Regions from separate parts of the Gossypium hirsutum genome. Here regions 2 and 3 are each linked to region 1. The links are chromatin contacts, called in public Hi-C maps. All regions are on one chromosome and are shown on one strand. The core of a region is the stretch at or near the end of the contact, and the rest is flanking DNA. Distances in the headings are between cores, read along the strand shown. Region 1 holds the start of LOC107961925 (tonoplast dicarboxylate transporter). Region 2 holds the start of LOC107962069 (ras-related protein RABA5a-like). Region 3 holds the start of LOC107962070 (U-box domain-containing protein 4).

What was found. Hi-C and Micro-C count contacts between places; a contact is called where the count stands out from the background.
Region 2: a Hi-C map of leaf shows a contact between it and region 1, with 3 times the contacts expected there. The contact joins the promoter of LOC107962069 here to the promoter of LOC107961925 in region 1. A contact is called at or near these places in 4 of 34 Hi-C or Micro-C datasets (callus and leaf).
Region 3: a contact with region 1 is called in a Hi-C map of hypocotyl, with 3 times the contacts expected there. The contact joins the promoter of LOC107962070 here to the promoter of LOC107961925 in region 1. A contact is called at or near these places in 11 of 34 Hi-C or Micro-C datasets (anther, callus, hypocotyl and 2 more).

The regions. Positions count from the first base shown.
Region 1 is chrA06:118,415,803-118,419,816 of Gossypium_hirsutum_v2.1, forward strand. LOC107961925 (tonoplast dicarboxylate transporter) reads left to right here and starts at 1,988. Exons shown (of 6, transcript XM_016898098.2): 1 at 1,988-2,602; 2 at 3,844-4,014. The coding sequence starts at 2,180.
Region 2 is chrA06:118,774,750-118,778,763 of Gossypium_hirsutum_v2.1, forward strand. It overlaps LOC107962069 (ras-related protein RABA5a-like), which reads left to right and starts at 1,884. Exons shown (of 5, transcript NM_001327721.1): 1 at 1,884-1,929; 2 at 3,234-3,296; 3 at 3,781-4,014. The coding sequence starts at 3,899.
Region 3 is chrA06:118,697,303-118,701,316 of Gossypium_hirsutum_v2.1, forward strand. It overlaps LOC107962070 (U-box domain-containing protein 4), which reads left to right and starts at 1,921. Exons shown (of 2, transcript XM_016898309.2): 1 at 1,921-3,412; 2 at 3,787-4,014. The coding sequence starts at 2,078. The coding sequence ends at 3,849.

The DNA of each region.
Region 1 (4,014 bases), core at 738-3,237:
TACTCAATGAGACTTTTAGAACGATATATCATATGCTTAAAATGGTTGAGAGATGAATGAGAAATTAATACTCAAAGTAAGCTACTTGTGAATATATGTTGAGGAAAAGAAAAACTTAGATCTCATATTGGTTAAATACCAAGTATGAGATGTGTATATATATATGAGAACTCACTAAAAAGATTATTGAATGACTAAGTTTAAAACTCATATTTGGGGTGCACGTGGTTGACGTGAAATGTCTGGATCAACCGGGCCCAAAATAGGTTTGTAGATATTTTAGCCCAATATGAAATTTATTTTTCTCTGCAAAATTGATTTAAAGGCTCTTTTAATGCATATTTTATATCTTTATTTATGGAAATTTTTAAAATTACACTATATTGAATGCTTATAAAAGCCTAAAGAATTCTACAGAATTTTTTAGATACACACTCACAACGAATTTATTTTGTTCTCGAAAATTTTTTCCTTTTTCTCTCCATATTTTCATATGTTTCTGTGATAGATGAAGACAAGATTTTGTTCGTTGATCATTATAGATGTGCTGCTGTTTCGATCATCTTGTTGTTGTATCCCGGGAGACAATTGACCTACGTTTCTCCAAGTACCATAGGAGCGGCCGAATCTGTCTTAAGGAAACTGTATTAACAGGCCTCAACATCTAGTAAAACTCGATTTTCTTATTTGATTTCTAGTTTTCATAATCTTGTTTATTTAGTTTTTTTTTCCATATATGATACTTTAAATATAAATATTTATTTAATTTATTTTATTTAAATCTAGCGTTTTTTAGATAAATATAGATATTTGTTTATATCACTTATTGAGATCTTATATTTAATATAATTATTTATATTTATATTTGTTTGTTAATGTGTTTTGTCCAACATTCCCTTCCCTTTCAATGAAATATCACATCTTCTTTATTTATCGATATTATTATTTAAAATTTTTATTAAGATCAAATTATCAACTCAATTATAAATTTATTTAAACACCCAATTATTTTTACCCAAAATCTAATTGTTAATTTATTTGCATTAAATGAATTACATATGACTTAACTTGTTCCTACTAATTAAAATTCAATTATGGTTACCTGAACAAGAAAATTCAAATATGGTAGAACAAAAATAGTGACAGGCTAAGAAGTAATCTCCCCAAACAGATAGCTATAAACCTTACATGTCAGCTTAATCTTTATCAAGTAATTTTTGTTTTAAAAAAATTGTCACTTGCAGAATAGACAGACAAAGCTATCACTTCCAAACACATTTACTATTTTTTTTTATTACTCTACCTTCGTTTTCATTTTTCTACAAACAAATTGTTGCAACTTTTCTTTTTATTTATTTTCCATGAATTTGTTTTCTTGAATCAAACAAATGTCTGGCTGACTGGGGCTCTCACACTTTTTTCCATTGTTCCATGTTACGTATTTATATCATCAACCCCAAATGCAAATAAAATTTAGATCGCCTACTCACAAATAGGTTAGGCCCGACCAATTCAGTACATGCAGGTCTTGTAGTGGAGGTTCGTCAAAAGAGCTCGTAAGAGAATTTTATGATCTCAATTTGTATATATTAAGGAGTTCGCATGCAAGGACTACAAAGTTTAATAGGTAAATTAAAATAATTCACGTGTCCAATATACATAAAACGTAAAAGAATGTCAATTCTATTAATAATAATTATATGTATAAATATTCAATTATCTCCATTAATGAAATATTACAGAAAAATACTCAAGAGTCAAGAGTACCATATCTCAATTAGTTGGAACATTTTGAGAAATTATACCTTGTATGTAACAATCAATAACCCATGAAAGGACTAATCTACAAAGGCTAAGATAAGTTGTGGCATAAAGATACCCACGTGGCTTTGTTGATGATCTGTAATTGGCCCTATCCATGCATCCCGTACTTTGAATCCAAGCATATTCCTATATATATATATTATATATTTAAATTTATTAATTTTATCGAATCATTATGGTTTCTAATGTTTATACTAATCAACATTTGTAAGCTATATGCCAAAAACAACTAATTACGGGGAAAAGCGAATTTGTCAATAGCTAGCCTCCGTCCCAAGTTTCAGATATAAAAGCAAGCCTTGTCCAAGCCTCTTATTTTCCACCACACTTGATTCATATCCATCTCGCCGGAAAAATGCCCGCCGGTGACAATTCCGATGATTCAAAAGCCCCACTTCTCCCCATCAACGAACCAGTGGAGTCTTCATCGAGTTCACCCTTTTCTCTGAAATCCTTGATCTCACTTAAAAGTTTCTATGTGGTGTTAGGACCCATATTGTGTGCCATCGTGTGTGTTTTTGTGAAGTTCGATGGTCCAGTGACTAGCCGGAACATGTTAGCTGTTCTGGCCTGGGTCTTCTCTTGGTGGCTCACTGAGGCCGTGCCGATGCCAATCACCTCCATGGCACCTCTCTTTTTGTTTCCCCTCTTTGGAATTTCTTCTGCAGATAGTGTTGCCCACTCGTATATGGATGATGTGATTACCCTGGTTCTGGGTAGTTTTATACTTGTTCTTGCTGTTGAGCGCTACAACATTCATAGAAGATTGGCCTTAAATGTGAGTTTCCCTTATCGATTTTACTCGTTTCAACTGTATTTTTCTCCCTCAAGTTGATTCCTTCTTGTTAGAAAATTGACATAGCTGACAGTAATCCATAGAACACATGAAGTTTATAGCAGCTTCTTTGTGTTTGGATCGATTTTGGACTCAAATTCAAAGTAGATTATTAAAAGATTATACTATTTGTTGAAGCAATTAAAAGGAAATTTTGCTCAAATGCTATCACAAAAAGGGTTTTCTTTTTTGGCAAAAAAACAATACTGGGTCTTTTAATTTGCTCAAAAGCTTCAACATGATTTCAGACTGCAAAAAATTATCAAACTAGTCCCTGTATATTAGATTAAAGAACACAATGGTCCTTTCTGTTAAAAATGCCATCCATATATACTGTTAAAAATTGGTGTGGTTGATAGAATAACTAGATAGTGACATGTGACATGCCACATGTATTTTATACTGATGTATAGGGATCGATTTTTAATAGAAAAATGGATGAAATTGTTAACAGAAGAACCAAATTACTCTTTGATCTAATAAATAAGAATTAATTTACTATTTTTTTAATAAATGAGGTAAAATGCAATCGACTCCTAATATAGAGGTCTCCATGGCACTTTTACCGATTTCAAAACATATCTTTTACTTGTTATTATCATACCATTTGTTGTAGTAAAAGTTTTTAAAATTATTTTTTAGATTCTAAATTAGCCACTAAACTTTAAAAATGTTCTAATTGAGTCATCAAAATATTAATATTATATCAATCAGGTCTTTTCGTTAACCTAATAACTGATTTAAGTCTTATATGTAGCATTTTTAAAATGTGTGGATTAAATTTTAACCATGTATGTACTTATGGACAATTTGGATTTAACATATTAAAGAAAAACAATGTTATTAAAAAGATAGTGTTACATTTGAACTAACATTTAATGCCGAAGCTAATGGTTAAACAAATAGAAAGATCTAATTGTTACAAAACTAATAATTTAAAGTTTCAATCAGAATGTTTTGAAATTTAGAGACTGATATCAAACTTTGAGTCATCATTTAAGGACTTATGGTGAAATTAACCCAATCATTAAAATGAAAAAGAAGTGCCAAACCCTTTTTCTTTTTCTTTTTTTTCTGACAAGTCATATGAACATATCTGTTTTGGATTTAGAGAGACAACATTATATCATAACCAAAAATTCCCATCATGCCTACTCAACTAACGTTGTGCGTGGATCACACAGATCACTTCGCGCTTCTGCGGGGAGCCAGTGAACCCACCTCTCCTCTTACTCGGCATATGCGGGACCACTTTCTTCCTCAGCATGTGGATGCACAACGTGGCCTGCGCCGTCATGATGATGCCCGTTGCCACCGGGATCCTACAGCGCCTCCCGACGGGCCCCACCCAATCC
Region 2 (4,014 bases), core at 634-3,133, 360 kb after region 1:
TTTTAAAAATACTTTTTAAAAATATTGCTACTAACCCTTAGTATCAGAAATTGTCTCAAACCACAATTTCCGACCCCTCTTAGTATCCTTTGTCTTGTAGATCACCCTATCAAACAACTCTATCCATTTAACAACCCAACTTGCTACATAAAGACATCACCAAACAACAAATAAGATTATAAGTGACAGGTTTCTTGAATATAATCCATATTTCTACGATAAAGTTTGAAACATGACTACCCACGGAAACAAGAATGGACATAATTATGTGGTCGAAATTGAGGTAACTGTAACTTAAGATCAACAAAATGTAGCTATTCGGAATAGGAAACAACAAAGTCTTTCCTCATTTCATGGCAACCAGAACCAGTATTCATCTTATATTAAGCTTTTAACTCAATATCTAATTAAACCAGTAATCTTGCTAGATTTGATTTTTTTTATTAATATGTAAGCATAAACCGAAAGGCCCAAGCCTTTCACAGAATTACATGATCAAAAGATCAGTGCAGTAGGCAGAAGTGTAAAGTTGAGAGTTTGCTTGGAACATTTTTATATTAGACAAAGGCCCAGTAGAACCAAGATTGACAGAATTGTGCTAGCTCAGGGCACCTAAAGTGTTGGTATCCTAGGTAATATCTTATCAAACTGTCGGCAACCTATTTACCAAGTGCGTGTGATCAAGCACGCTCTCAACTTTTGATCTTGCCCCTTCATTTTCAATTTTAGGGAGAAATTTATGACCATCTATTTTATTTACCCTCATATCTGTCACCGAATCAAACAATGTCTACTCTTGTTTTGTCGGCATATAGTTAAAATGTGCTACAGTACATACAGATAGAATATGATTATTCCAGTTGATTGAGTACTCATTAACGTTTTAGCAAAGAATTAAAGAATTAAAGTTCGAGTCTTGTTATCAATCTCATTTGATGTCTGATCCATGAGTACCAAAAAACAATGAATGCAATAGATGAAATAAATCCTTTGGCACAGATTTTGGTGTACAAAAGTCAAAACCATGGAAGGTGGTCCAGTTAGTTTTGGAGAGCCAAAACATTACATTTAACCACAAGGAAGAAGCCAAGGTTTTCACCTTAGCTGCTACAGCAGCAGCAGTAGCTGTAAGTTCGTGCACCTAGGCAAAATGAAAGGTGGTAATGGGGTATGGGAGGTGGGTCCTTCTTTCTGCATCACCAAACTGCAATGCCGCCGAAACCATCTACTGAACAAGGTTGGCAATGTCAACTGCATTTTATGACAAAACCAAACAAAGCTTAAGCTTTTGTGTAGATAAGGCACCTGCAAAATGATAAATGTTGGCTAAATATTAGCTATGCTCTAGTCTTCCATGGCCCCTACCATTTAAGAACATGGTCAGTCAGCAATATAAGTCCATATCATAATCTGGCTTTTTTTGTGGGAAGTTCAAAACCAACATACATTCCTCTTTCCATCACTATTAGTAGTACTGGAGGGACATCCTTCCCTAATCTTTAGCCTATGTGCTCAAACATTCCTGCTTCATTTCAACTATAGTTTTCTGCATATGGTTCCTCCACAACTAGAGTTTTCAACTTTCATACGCATTGAAAACCAATTCTTTGAGCAAGATACGGAAAGTTTTTTATCTATGATGAAGTCCAAGGGGAATATAAGGCCCAAAAAAATAAGCCCAGGAAATTAAGGGGTGGCTAAACCAGTAACCAGAGTAAATGCAAATCTGGGGTTGTCTTGTCTCTGCACTCGGCTCCCTCACCTCCTTGGAAAAGCCTAACCCTTAAATCCTTTGAATTTGTATCTCTAAGCCATTGACATTATCATATAATCAGATCCATTGTTAACTCTTTTATTTGATCGTAATTCCTGGTAGAGAAAAAAAAAAAGAAGGGTGAGGGGAGCCTCCTGAAATTCTTCTTATAGCTGGTGAGTGTAAACAAACACGATCTCTTTTTCTTTAGATTTTTAAGTCCCTTTTTTTGTATTAATATTTGATGAGATTTACGAATTGGGTTTTGTATTTTGCTTGTTTCTAGATCATTTCTCAATCACATTTTTGTTCTTTTTTCTTACTAACTTTTACTTTGTATGTTTTTGCTAATCTCTGTTTTGTCAATACCTTGCTTAAATTCATGGTTTTTAAGATTTGATCATATCAAAATCGATTTTTTCTGCTCTAATTCATTTGGATATTCTAGACTTAGTTATAATGGTTCGGTGCTTTTAAGGTTTTTTTTTTCTTCTTTTATGGAAAGAGTTAACTGGCTGTTCCATATATGAACTTGGTTCTAGCCTTTTAGTCAATTGCAAAATATAAAACAAAAGGGCAGTTTGCTTGGTGATTTAGTTTCTACCGGTGTCTCTTTGATGCAAAACTGAGTCTAGTATGCTATAATTTGATCTCTCTTTGCAAGATGCAGATGCTCTACTTTATGATCAAGAGCATATATATTTTTTTCTTTGAATGTTGAAATTGATTTACTTGGATCTATAGCTTATTTCCTGGTCAAAGTTCTCTAGTTCATACAATCAGAGTTTCTGTGTTTCAGTGAATTTTTATGAGCTGTTGACATAGCAGTAAAATTTTTCAATCCTTAAATTTAACTCTTTAAATGACTCCTATTGGAAAATATATGAAACCTTTTAAAGACTGAGTTTTTCAGCATCTCTAATGATTAAAACAAAGAATAAGACAAAAAGTAACTTTTTAAAAGAATTCTTACAGTTAGAAGTGAAAGCACAAGGGCTTGTTTATATATGAAGTTCTATATTGTTTCTGTACCATGGTCCAGTGGTAATATTCAAAAGATTGAACTATCACATGTTATCTTATAAGGTCTAGTGCATAGTTGATGCATATTATTATACAATCAAGCATCTTATATTGCCCTTGCAGATGATTTATTGCTTATGATTGATTTCATATATAATTGTTGTTCAAAAGATCTTATCAATTATCAGTTCTTTGCTACCAAATTTGGCCTTTAGTTTTTTGTTATCTAATGACACTTATATCTGTTAACTTTTAAAGTTTATACAAAAATGATGTGATGTTTTACTGGTTAAGGGCAAGGACTAAACATAGGATTAGGAATCTTAGGTGGGCTATTAATCTGTCACGGTTGTTGGGTGAGTTGTTTTTTTATTTCCAATCGATTATTTGGATATTTCACTTGAATGATCTGGCATTTATCATATGTCCTTATTTTGAGCTTCTAAAATCTAAGCAGTAGAAGGAGCTTAAGTGGGATTTCAGGTGCGAGGCAAGGTGTTAGCAAGTTGGAGAGATCAAGGTACTGTTCCTTGCCTTCTAAGGAACTATATAATTAAAAGACTTTAATGAGTTGCATATTACTTGTTTCACTTAATTGTTTACTTTTCAAATTCTGATAAATATTTTACTTATCTTGAATATTTTAGCCGGAGACAGACATTTGTTTTACCCTGTACTGTAACGATTAGTACTTTGGTTGGTTTTACATGAGGGCCCTCGTCTTGTTCCTGCAGGAACCGTAACGTACATATTCACTAGGAAGGTCATTAGTACTACACGCGTAGGGTGCTCAGGATAGATTTGTCTATGTTGCAGGAGGGTGAAAGTGGAGTAGAGTTTATTCCTTTTTTATTCAATTGACCTAATATTTGCTTCACAAGAAAGGTATTTTCATGTAAGCAATTGCTGAATGACACATTTGTACTCTTTATTCCTATTTTAGCTTCCTTTTTCAGCTTGCCTTTATTCTTTTCTTCGGTAAACCCATTTCTGTTCTTGAACAGGATACAAGGTTGGTGCTTCTTAGGTGATAACTTCAAGTACCAGAGAAGAAACTTAATTCCGAGTGCTTTTCATTGTTGATATGGTTATATAGAGTGACACTTGTAGGAAGGTTGTAAAATGGCTTTTGTTTCAGAGGAAGAAAAAACTGAGGATTACCTTTTCAAGATTGTACTAGTTGGTGATTCAGCTGTTGGGAAATCGAATTTACTTGCAAGATTTGCTAGGAATGAATT
Region 3 (4,014 bases), core at 671-3,170, 280 kb after region 1:
GTAAAAGGTTGAATTGAATAGTAAAAAAATGAAGTTGTATATAAATATAGTAAAAAGTAAAAAAGAAAAGGTTTCACCTGGGTCAGCACTTTTACCACATTCCATCTGGCATTTTGGATGAAATTGGTAGCCAGCCAGGCGAGTGGACTGATTTAAAAAAAGGGCAATGAGAACACATGGCCGTCACCACCGTAGATTTTCCAAAAGATCATTGTCACATAAGAGGCTTTTTTATTAAAATAAATTAAAAAAATTATTTATCAAAATAGGTTGTCAGCCCAATTATATACGAAAATAAGGTGTTTTTTTCATTCGTGCCTATCTGACAGGCGCGAATGATTTTTTTAAAATAAAATATTATTTTTTTTATTTTCGAAACAGTAATTGCGCCTACTTGAGAGTCGGGACTAATCGAGCCTTTCTCTGAGGAGCAAATGGTGGGGCCCATATTTTTCATATGTTATTAAAATGCATACTTTACCTGGATGAAGTATATATTAGCAGATTCACTAATATGATTATATATATACACACATGTATCACATTACAAAAACAAAAATTTAATTACTTATACCTAATAAAACATTATCTCATTACAATAATAGTTATTTTCTAAATAACATATTGTTTTATAATTTTATTTCTTATTTAATATTTTAATTTAATTTTAATAATACATACTTTACCCGGATGAAGTATGTATTAGCAGATTCACTAATATGATTATATATATATTTAGGCATGTATCACATTACAAAAACAAAATTTTAAATACATATACCTAATAAAACCGAGTATTAAAAACAACTTTATAATATTACCAACTTTCATCGACTATATAATCCACAAGTTTGCCTTAAATATTACCAGCTGCTAATACATGCTTCATCCGGATAAAGTATGCATTTTAATAACACATGAAAGATGTGGACATTAATATTTAAGGCAAACTTGTGGATTATATAGTCGATGAAAGTTAGTAATATTATAAAGTTATTTTTAATACTCGGTTTTATTAGGTATAAGTATTTAAAATTTTGTTTTTGTAATGTCATATTAGTGAATTTGCTAATACATACTTCATCCAGGTAAAGTATGCATTATTAAAATTAAATTAAAATATTAAATAAGAAATAAAATTATAAAACAATATGTTATTTGGAAAATAACTATTATTGTAATGAGATACATGTTTTATTATGTATAAGTATTTAAATTTTTGTTTTTGTAATGTGATACATGCGTGTGTGTATATATATATATATAATCATATTAGTGAATCTGCTAATACATACTTCATCCTGGTAAAGTATGTATTGTTAAAATTAAATTAAAATATTAAATAAGAAATAAAATTATAAAACAATATGTTATTTGGAAAATAACTATTATTGTAATGAGATACATGTTTTATTAGGTATAAGTATTTAATTTTTTTTTTGTAATGTGATACATGCGTAAATATATATATATAATCATATTAGTAAATCTACTAATACATACTTCATCCAGATAAAGTATGCATTTTAATAACATATGAAAAATGTGGGTCCTATCATTTGTGCCTCAGAGAAAAGCTTAATTAGTCGCGCCTCAGAGAAAGTCTCGATTACTGTTCCGAAAATAAAAAAATATTTTATTTAAATTTTTTAATATAAAATAATCATTCTCGCCTGTCAGATAAGTGCGAATGAAAAAAATCTTATTTTCGTATATAATCAGACTGACAACCTATTTTAATAAATAATTTTTTTTAAATTTATTTTAGTAAAAAATCCCACATAAGAAGAAACCCTGACAACAGCATAACTCACCACGTGTTCATTTCTATGTATTGTTATTCACGGACAGTCACTGTAGTTTTACCTCCCCCAAAGCAGTAAACAAAAAAATGTTGACCTCTCACAGCTGGGGAGGAGAGTAAAAATAGAGGAAATCAGGCGGTATAAAATCGCAGCCTTCCGTTTCAAGTCCCACTTCTTTTCTGAATTCTACTCATACTCTTACTCTCAATATTGAAATGAAATCTCTCTGAGAGAAGAGTTGCTTAATTGAATTGGTTTTGGTTGTAATAAGCATGGTTTCGCTGGAAGATTCACATTCTAGTTCCAACCGGTTTCCTTTGGGTCGAAACTTTTACACCCCCGGTTCAGCTTCCACCACCAAAATCCACCGACATGTCGGCCGCTCCATGCGTACGATTCGCTCCAATCTTTACCAAAACGACAATAGTAGCTGCTCCTTCACCAGTTCCGTCCCTGAGAGGTCCGCCTTTGTCTCCGAAAATCTCACCGAGTCCGTTATCGACATGCGTCTCGGCGAACTGGCTGCCAAAAGCAACGCTAAATCTGTTACGTCTGAGTCCGAAAACGAGGCCTTTTTGGAGATTTTTCAAGCCTTTAGTGATTTCTCCGCTTGTAGCAGCGATATCTCCGGTGAGTTGCAGCGCCTTGCGAGCTTGCCCTCACCGGAAAACGCTTTGATGAATGAGAGCAGTAACGGAGTCCAGTCTGAGCCGGAGCCGGAGCCGGAACCGTGTCATGGCTTTTTGCAGAGGGAGAACTTCTCGACGGAAATTATTGAGAGTATCTCACCAGAGGACCTTCAACCGACGGTCAAGATCTGCATCGACGGCCTCGAATCACCATCCGTTGCGGTGAAGCGATCGGCTGCTGCTAAACTCAGGCTACTGGCGAAGAACCGCGTGGATAACCGTGCGTTAATCGGAGAGTCAGGTGCGATCCCTGCACTGATTCCGCTCTTACGGAACAGCGATCCTTGGACTCAAGAGCACGCGGTGACTGCGTTACTAAATTTATCTCTTTACGAAGGGAACAAAACTCTCATTATAAATGCCGGAGCTATAAAATCATTAGTCTATGTTCTCAAGACGGGCACTGAGACCTCCAAGCAAAACGCGGCGTGTGCACTTCTGAGCTTAGCTTTGATTGAAGAAAACAAGACTTCAATCGGAGCATGCGGCGCGATCCCGCCGCTGGTATCTCTGCTGATGAACGGATCCAACAGAGGCAAGAAAGATGCACTGACAACTCTTTATAAGTTGTGTTCAGCCAGGCAGAACAAAGAAAGGGCGGTGACTGCGGGCGCGGTTAGGCCTTTGGTGGGGATGGTGGGAGAGCAAGGGACTGGCATGTCAGAGAAGGCGATGGTTGTTCTTAGTAGCTTGGCGGGAATTAAAGAAGGAAAGGAAGCTATTGTGGAAGAAGGTGGGATTGCAGCACTGGTGGAGGCGATTGAAGATGGGTCCGTGAAGGGGAAGGAGTTCGCGGTGTTGACACTGTTGCAGTTGTGCGCTGATAACATTAGAAACCGTGGTTTGCTTGTTAGAGAAGGTGGGATACCTCCTCTTGTGGCGCTTTCTCAGACTGGGAGTGTAAGGGCTAAGCATAAGGTAATTTTAGCCGATTTGGATTGCCCTATGTTTGAATTAAGAACTTGAAATAGCTGTCTATAGAAGTAACTTTATTTTGATTGATTCCCATAGGATAAGGTTGAATGCTTGATAATCACTAGATAGTTGAAGCTTAAAACTGTGTTTCTAATACCAATGCAGTTTATAGTTTATTGAATTGCTTGATTGAACAACCTCTCAATTATTTAGTAGCAGCACTTGGATGATCAGAACTGAGCATTTCTCAGAGTTGCTTTTGTTATCTACACCATCAAATACATGTATCTGACACAGTGCTGAGTTTTGCAATGTATCCATTCAGTTATATGTTCAAACATTAGAATTGACAAGCATGTTAAATTTTAATTTTGCAGGCTGAAACACTACTTGGGTATCTGAGGGAACCAAGACAAGATGCATCATCATCTAGTCCTTAGAGAAGAGAAGTATAACATGTAGAGGTAGTTATACCTGGGTGTTCTATTTATTTTTTGTATATAAGGAGTGTTTTGATGGTTTGTACAGTGTGGTTGAGAAATTATCGTTTAAGTTAAAAAAAGGAAGAAAAAAAATTAGGGGAGGCTCAAAAGACTGACCTTTTA